Regions from separate parts of the Mus musculus genome. Here region 2 is linked to region 1. Evidence: chromatin contacts called from public promoter capture Hi-C data. All regions are on one chromosome and are shown on one strand. The core of a region is the stretch at or near the end of the contact, and the rest is flanking DNA. Distances in the headings are between cores, read along the strand shown. Region 1 holds the start of Mb21d2 (Mab-21 domain containing 2). Region 2 holds the start of 4632428C04Rik (RIKEN cDNA 4632428C04 gene).

The links. Promoter capture Hi-C pulls out the DNA fragments that hold promoters and counts their contacts.
Region 2: a contact with region 1 is called in a promoter capture Hi-C map of hippocampal neurons, with 6 times the contacts expected there. The contact joins the promoter of 4632428C04Rik here to the promoter of Mb21d2 in region 1. A contact is called at or near these places in 2 of 39 promoter capture datasets (hippocampal neurons and liver).

Annotation. Positions count from the first base shown.
Region 1 is chr16:28,928,253-28,932,163 of GRCm38.p6, reverse strand. Mb21d2 (Mab-21 domain containing 2) reads left to right here and starts at 2,466. Exons shown (of 2, transcript NM_177718.3): 1 at 2,466-2,711. The coding sequence starts at 2,501.
Region 2 is chr16:30,006,772-30,010,539 of GRCm38.p6, reverse strand. It overlaps 4632428C04Rik (RIKEN cDNA 4632428C04 gene), which reads right to left and starts at 1,873. Exons shown (of 3, transcript NR_033631.1): 1 at 1,810-1,873.

The sequences.
Region 1 (3,911 bases), core at 1,217-3,716:
CCAGTTGCCTGCATATGTGATGGAGACATAGAGTTTCCAAGGACATAGAGGACAAAGCATGATCCAAGAGTCTGTTGAGGAAATGCATTCCTTATCTATTTTCCTCTAACTTTTTGCAATTCAGAGATGGTTATGCCATCTTGTCTCAGATCTATAAAGTATTTCCCATTCAGTAACATTCTCAATATAAATAGGTTCAGTGGAGGTCTATTATTCCTGGAATTCTAATCTGACTGACCAGCAAGAAGTGTCCACAATGATGATCTCATTCATTCTAAACCACCAAGTTCAGACCTAGTTCACATTTGAGAGTGATTTCTGCTAGAAACCCGATGACTTTCTATGATGCAACTATCTTAAGAAAAGGCAGCAAAAAGGAAGGAGCAACGTCTTACTGCCGGTTTTGGAAATTAAGAGAGGAAAGTGTTTTGACTATTTTATATAGACTCTGTCTGTGTCCCGAGTTTGCATGTATGTAGGGCTGGGGATCAGGCACAGAATATGATGCATGCCAGTTAACTCACAATGTGGGACTTGCAATAACAATGAGAAGGCAAGCTGGAGTCATAGGTGTCACATGCAAGCTTCTGTTAAGAGTGCAACAGGGTTGCTACTCAGCTGTGGGGGCAAAGGTTGTGCCTGGCCTGGAGTAGCTATCAGAGCAAGAAAGGATGAGGTTGGCCTTGGTTGGGCTTACAGAACAGAAAGAAGAGGCAGGGAAATTCCAGGGGAGGATCTTTACAAATCTGTGTTTTGTAAAGATCCTGTGGGAGGGGCTGGAGAGATGGCTTAGCAATTAAGAGCACCTGTTCTTGTAGTAGAGGCCCTGTGTTCAGCTCGCAGCATCCATAGGGCAGCTCACATTTGTCTGGAACGTTAGTTTCAGGAGAACTGATGCCCTGTTGTGACCTCTGCAGGCACCAGGCAACAATGCAGTGTATGTAAATGCAGGGACACACACACACACACACACACACACACTCACCCCAGGACCCTAAAGTTTGTATCAACAGTGGAAGCTGATACAGCTAATGGCTACTTAACATGCTACTTAACGTGTCATTCTTTATAATAAATGGTGTCCGTCCAGTCTTATCTCACCTAATTCTTAAAGCAGCCTATGAAGATGTAATGGTTATCCTATTCACATGGGTAAGTATGGCAGGGCCTGGATGTCCAGGTCTTACAAGGTAATGTGAGTTTTCAGTGATGAGAACTCAGGTAAGAAAATTAAAGGGGCCGATAGGACCACAGGCTGGGATAGAGGACAGTTCACCATTGTTCCTAGGGGTCCATAGGCCTCCTTAAGTGTGTGAATCACATGAACATTAAAACCACATCTGCCATTTGGTCTTGATAAACTAGACTTGGACTACAGCAGTCTTGTCTTGAAAACCCTAGTTCCAGTGGGGACATGGGTGAGGGTGAGGGCTAAGTCCCAGGACTCATCCCAGTCATTCCGGTCTGGCTAATAGCGAGTGCTCAAATTCTATTTGCCAAAAGGGAGACTCCCTCTCCCACTCCCATCTTCCTTGTACCCTGGGGCAATTCATTGTTTTCCTTCCCCCACATTCCGCATTTGGATTCCTATCTGTCTGAGAGCAGGTTGGCTCTCATTAAGGCACTATATGTTAAGTTGAATGAGCTGTTACCCAGGCAAACTAATTACCAAGGGCAAAGGTAAGGAGGATACTTGAGTGGTTAATTGGAAGTATCTATACGCGGCATGACTGGCACCCCTTCTTGATTCGCTGATTTTATCATTCTAGGCGACAAAGGACAGAAGGTACATTTTATATTTTTCCACCAAGCAAAGGTACTAAAGTTCTCGGGATGGACATTGGAAAGGCGCCCACAGACACGTTTTCGCCCGGGACACCGCCCTAAGATCAGAGTAGGAAGACTCCTTTCTCCTTGGATGCGCTTGGCAAGCCCTGCCCCTAAAGAGGGGCGGGGGTGGAGGTGGAGAAAGAAAGCGTCCACACCACGCGCGTCAGCCCGAGTACGGACTGGCAAGTGATCCGGGCGCGCGAACCTCTGCCATTTATTTATTTATTTTCTTCCCACCGGGTGCGCTGTCCCTTTAAATGGGAATGCTGCTGCTGCTGGCTCCGTAACACCGGAGCCGGCAGCTTGTTGATTTCAGCGCTGGTGAATTTCACATTGTTTCCACTTCACTTTCCTTGCCCCCGGGGAGGCTCGAGTCCACTCCCGGACGCCGCCACCGATCCCGGCAGGACTCGAGGAGGGCAGGGGCCCGCAGCGGCGCAGCGGGCGGGGGCGGGAGGACCGGGGGCCGGGGCCACACGCGCACCTCGCCGCAGTCGGGCTCCTCCCGCGAAGGAGCGCGGCCGCCCCGAGCGCAGCGCGGCGCGGGGCCCGTCCAGAAGCCAGCCCGCCCACGGGCCGGGCTGCCCAGCCGCGCCGGGAGGCCGGGGCGGGGTGGGGGGCGGGGGTGGGTGCCGCGGCCGCCGCGGAGCCGCCGCTCGGCGCGTTTTGCATGAAGATGGCGGCTCCCACCGCCAGCAAGGCAGCCTCCCTGGGCTGCAACAACAAGCCTGCCTTCCCGGAGCTGGATTTCAGGTCTGGAGCTCGGGTGGAGGAACTGAACAAACTCATCCAGGAATTCACCAGGCACGACCAGCGGGAATACGACGACCAGAGAGCGCTGGAGATCCACACTGCCAAGGATTTCATCTTTTCCATGCTGGGTAAGGAGAACGGGGAGGATGTGTGAGTATGCGTGTGTGCGCGGGTGTGATGGAGCGGGTGGAAGCTATGGTCCCCGCTCTGGCGTTTGCCCGGGGTGTCACCCCTGGTTCCGTGAGGTCCCCTTTCCTCTCCACCGCCAGCTCAGCTGCCCCCTCCGCTCCTGCCTGCTGCGCTCGGCGCGGGGTGCCCCTCTCCTTCCCGATCGCCCGCTCTTTTGTTGGTTCCTCGGCCGCGGGGCTGGCGGGCAGGTGAGGCGGCGGCGGGAGACGCCTCCCGGCTTGGGGAGTCCCCAAGCGGCTCCGGCCGGCTGACACCGGCTCTCCTGCAACCCCGGGCGGCCGTGGTGGAGGCCGACCCGTGCTGGAGCGACAAGTTGCTTCTGTCGTGGTTGCGGCGCGGCGCTGTCACGCCGAGCCCCGGGTGGCCAAACTTGTTGGGTGTTCCAGAGTAACCCGCGGAAGTAGTCCGGGCGCCCGGAGTTGCCTCCAACTTTGATTTGCAAATCGACTTCCCTTTGAAGGGGTCGGAAGCATTTCCGGTGCTTCTCCGGGTTGTTGCTGAGCTGGAATTCCTAATTCCTTGCTTGAACACGACCAAGCTCAGAGCTCTGGCCGCGGAGGAGCGCTGTCCCCCTCGTCTTTGTGTATTGTCCTACTGATGGCTAAGAGGTGCTCAAGTTTCCCACTCTGGGCAGCCCTGGGTTAGAAAAATTTCTCCCACCGTATCCCCCAGCTCTTCACCGACGGGTCTGGAAAGATGAAGAAAAATAATGGGTTCCGGGGATCCAACCCTATCCCTGGCGTCCTGCGGTGGGATTATTGCTTCTGAGTTGTAGAATGAGCATCCGCTGCTGGGAGCCTCGAGTGTGTAGCGCTGTCATGCAGCAGTGGTGGCCCCGTGGTTTACATTCAGCAGGGCTGGACTGGAGGAGCCTTGCTCTCCAAAGGTTTCCACAGTCAATTTTTCAGATAGTGGTAATTGTGATTGACAAAGGCCTTTTAACTACAGGACAGAGTCTTTGCATTCTCTTGGGATCTAACGAGATTGCACTGTTGTTTCTTCCTACCTTATTCCCTCCAGATACCTTTTCTTGCCTCTCTTAGCTCAAGTCGAAGTGATACCGATTGAATGTGGTCCACTGGTCCTCTGAAGAATTAAGCAAGTTGGATGGGCCGTGTTAAACGCGGGAGTATGTTTTC
Region 2 (3,768 bases), core at 624-3,123, 1.1 Mb before region 1:
CTCTGCTTCTCTCAGTGTCCACTGGCGCCATCAGCGTCTGCTGTGTCTCCTCTGGAGCCGTGCTTCATGCTGGCTGAATGACCTAGCATATACCCCGTTGACTGTGGATCTCCAGAGGGGACATCTCGGTTGGTCCTTTGACACACTAGCATAACTGAGCACTTAACTGACTGAGTCACAGGGCAGGGGTGGTTTATTTCCCCAACCAAGAAGAGTTCGAAAAGTCCTACCAGGGTCTACAGAATCTGAGCTGTGGAAGATGCAAATGGCGATTGGGCAGGTCCGGGGGCGGGGGGGGGGGGGGGGCTCACAAGTGAGTGCTATGGGGTAGTGAGAGCAAAGGCTGTGTGTGTGGGATAACCTGAACTACATCTAGACACCGAGGTGACATTTACAGGTCCCAAACTTCTGGCAGATGGTTTCACCTAAGTCTCTTTAATGATAAACCAGGTGCTGGGTGTGGTGGCACGCTCCTGTAAGTTTCAGGGTCAACCTAGGCTACATTAGTAAGACCCTGACTCAAAAAAAAAAAAAAAAAAAAAGCGCGAACTTTGAACCTTGGTCTGTGGGACCTTCAAGTCTGATGAAAGCTGCGGGCTTGTGTGGTCTCAGAATAGGTAGATGCAGATCGGGGTGGGGATGCACGCAGCAACAGCTGCAGAAGTCATGTAGAGTTCACACACGCCCAAGGGAAGCCAAGGTTGGAGTGCTCAGCCTTCCCATGGGGACAACACCCACCACAGTCACAGTCCCCCGCCTTTTTTAAAGTGTGTGGTTATGTGGGTGTGCATTTGTCCGCGCAGGCTTCCAGCTGTTTGCTTCTATCTGTACAACGACTGCCAGAAGGAACTGCGACCTAGACTTTTGATCCAGTCAATAAACACACGGGAGCTGGGCCTGGCCACAGTGGTCAGACTCAGAAGCGAGACTCTAGATGAAGGGACAGTAACGATAAAAGCCTTCCCCTCACCCCTCCAGTCTTTCTGGCAGTTCGTGTCTGAATCTAAAAGCCAGAAGTGGCACCGTCTCTAACGAGCAACTTCTCTGGTTTTCTGCTTTGTAACTAGGAGCATCACCAGGAGTTTGAAGCCACAATGAATTCAGACTAGTTTGGATTACAGATACCCCCTCCCCCCCCCCCCCCCCGGTCTAAAAAAAGCAAAGAACGCACAAGGAACACAGGGTGTGTAGGTATCCGCCGTGGTGATGTATCCCCCACCCCTCTGTCCCCCCTCAATGGACAAGCATCGGAGCCTCTGCTGCTGTACGCCTAGGTAGCCAAGGGTTAACCGGCGTCCCCCTCCCCCCTCCGCCCCCGCCGGGCTGGGCAAGGCGGGAAGGCGGCGCGCCGGGTGCCAAAGTCGGAACCTGCTCTCGGCAGCTCCCCGCGCTGCCTTGACTCACCGCCAGGCCTGGCGCGGCCGCCGGCTGTGGAATGTGTGAGCGCCATGTGTCACCGCCCCAGACTGTGGGAAAACGCTGCTCCGCTCACCTCCCAGCAGCTGGCCCGCGCCCGCCCGCCCGGGAGCCGGGAAACAGGAGCCGCCCGCCTGGGAGGCCGCCCGGGGCCACTTCCGAGCGCGCGCCGCCTCTCCGCCCACACGCCGGTCCCTGCCGGCGACCCGGGGCTGCGGCGCCACCCGCAGCGAGTGGCCCAGCACGCCCTTCTTTTGCCCCCGCTGGCCTTATGCATCCTCCTGCTCCACCAGGCCGGCCTTAGACACAGAGAGCCCCTGTTCTGAGAGCTCCTGGGCGGTGACCTCTTTCCGGGAAAGGGCCAGAGAACTGAGGGCTATGCAGGGGACTGACCTCATGGGGTTGTGTGACAGCTCCAGTCTGGACCTTGCCAGCCCTGAACAGGAGGTTCCACTCTGCCTGACCCTTCCCCCGGAGAGCTAGGCAAGAGCCCTGCACCTCAACGCGGGGGCAGCCTCCCCTCTAGTCATTGGATGAGAGTCACATGGGTCCAGAAGTCAGCCAGGGACAAGGTTTCCAATGCCTAGCCATGCAGGGAGATGTAGGCAAAGTCACATTCTGGGTGGCAGCCATGCAAGACTGGAGACAGCGCAGTGCACCTTGTTCCGAGCCTGGCTCTCCACTCCGTGGCCAAGTGTCTCTTCAGCCAAGGCTCCTTGTGGTGTCGCTGCCTTCCAGGGCAGTTGGGACGAAATCAGATGGGGGTGGGGGCAAACCTCGGGGTCCAGGGATCCAGGGTCTTCACCTAGCATCAGCCTCTGCTGCTTTCTGAGGGGTCGAGGTGTGTGTGTGTGTGTGTGTGTGTATGCCACCCCCGTAGGAGGCTCGGGACCTGGGTGGGGTCTCTGCTGTACCCAGCTCTCCTCCAGCATGATCTGTTTCTGTTTTTTCTCCCTGCCTGTTCTTCACAGTGGGCGATGAGGTCTCACTTCTGTGGTTCTTCCCAGGCTAACCTAATCCAGTTCAACAGCTGCCTCTCCTGAAGTCCCCATGCACTTGATTTCTGTCCCCGCTCTGTACCGGTCATGGCCTGCCTAACTAGTCTTTCTCTCTCCTGCAACTTCTTATTCAAAGACGGGCTACCCTTCTATGTACCCCCCCCCCCCCATGAACAACACTGAATTCTGCATGTGACAGCCACTCTGCAGATTGAGTGCACCCCCACATGAACACTTGTCAATACCATTTATCACAGGTTCAGAACCTCATTGCCCAGACATGTGACCTCGGTCAGGCTAATCTTGCCATCTCAAATCTCTCCCCTCACCTGCAGAACATAAATCTGAGTAGGGTGTGGTGCCACAGGCCTATGATCCCAGCACGTAGGAAGCAAGAAGATCACAAGTTTGAGGCCAGCCTCTGCTTTCTATTGGGGAATCTAATGAAGAAGAGAGGGAGGAGGAAGAAGAAAAGAAAAAAAGGGGGAAAAGAATGCATTCGGTGGTATTTGGTGCGCTATAAGCTTTGAATAATGAAACTCCAGTTAACGACAGGATGCATCATGGCAGTGGTTCTCAAAAGAGTATGTCATCTAGTGACACCTTACCCATCTTACTTTGTATAAGTGCACTCTATGAAGTTCCCATAATGATAAGGTCAGTGAGAGATCCCTGTCATTAATCCATATACAATTGCTAAAATACCATAGACTGGCGGCAGACATTGACTGACGCCCAGTTCTGGATGTTGAAGTCAAAGAATAAGGCACAGGTGACTCAATTCCCCTGAAGTCCCTCTTCCTTGGCTTATAGGCAGTTTGTAGATAGTCTTCGCTTTTTGTGGATTCTTCTTTTTCCCATCCTTTATTCCTCCACCCCCTTTTCACTACCTATCACTAGATAAGAAGGAAAGGATAAAGGGGAGACAGAGATCCTTGAATCTAATTCTTTCCTTTTGTTTCTTCTCTGAGTATGAGAAAACTGCATCCAAAACCCCACCCACCCTGCCTATTGTGGCTCTAGCATTTACATACCCTCTGAAAAGTTCCCAGAATTCCAGAGGTCACACAACTGCAGAAATTGTCTGCAGCTGGCAAAACTGTGCCTCTGTTAGGGCACGAGGAAATCACGTCAGCTGCTGCAGACAATCTGAAGCAGCCCCACAGCCCCACACTGGGATTAAAACAAGAACACTTTCTCATAACATTTCTGTGTTATTTAAAGAATCTGAAATTCCAGAATTGTCGCCACAGCAGCTACTTTCTCTGTGTCCTCCCATGGCAGAGGGCTCGATCATGCCTTTTTATAAGGACACTAGCCCTGTTAGATGGGGGATACTGTTCTTAAGACCTCA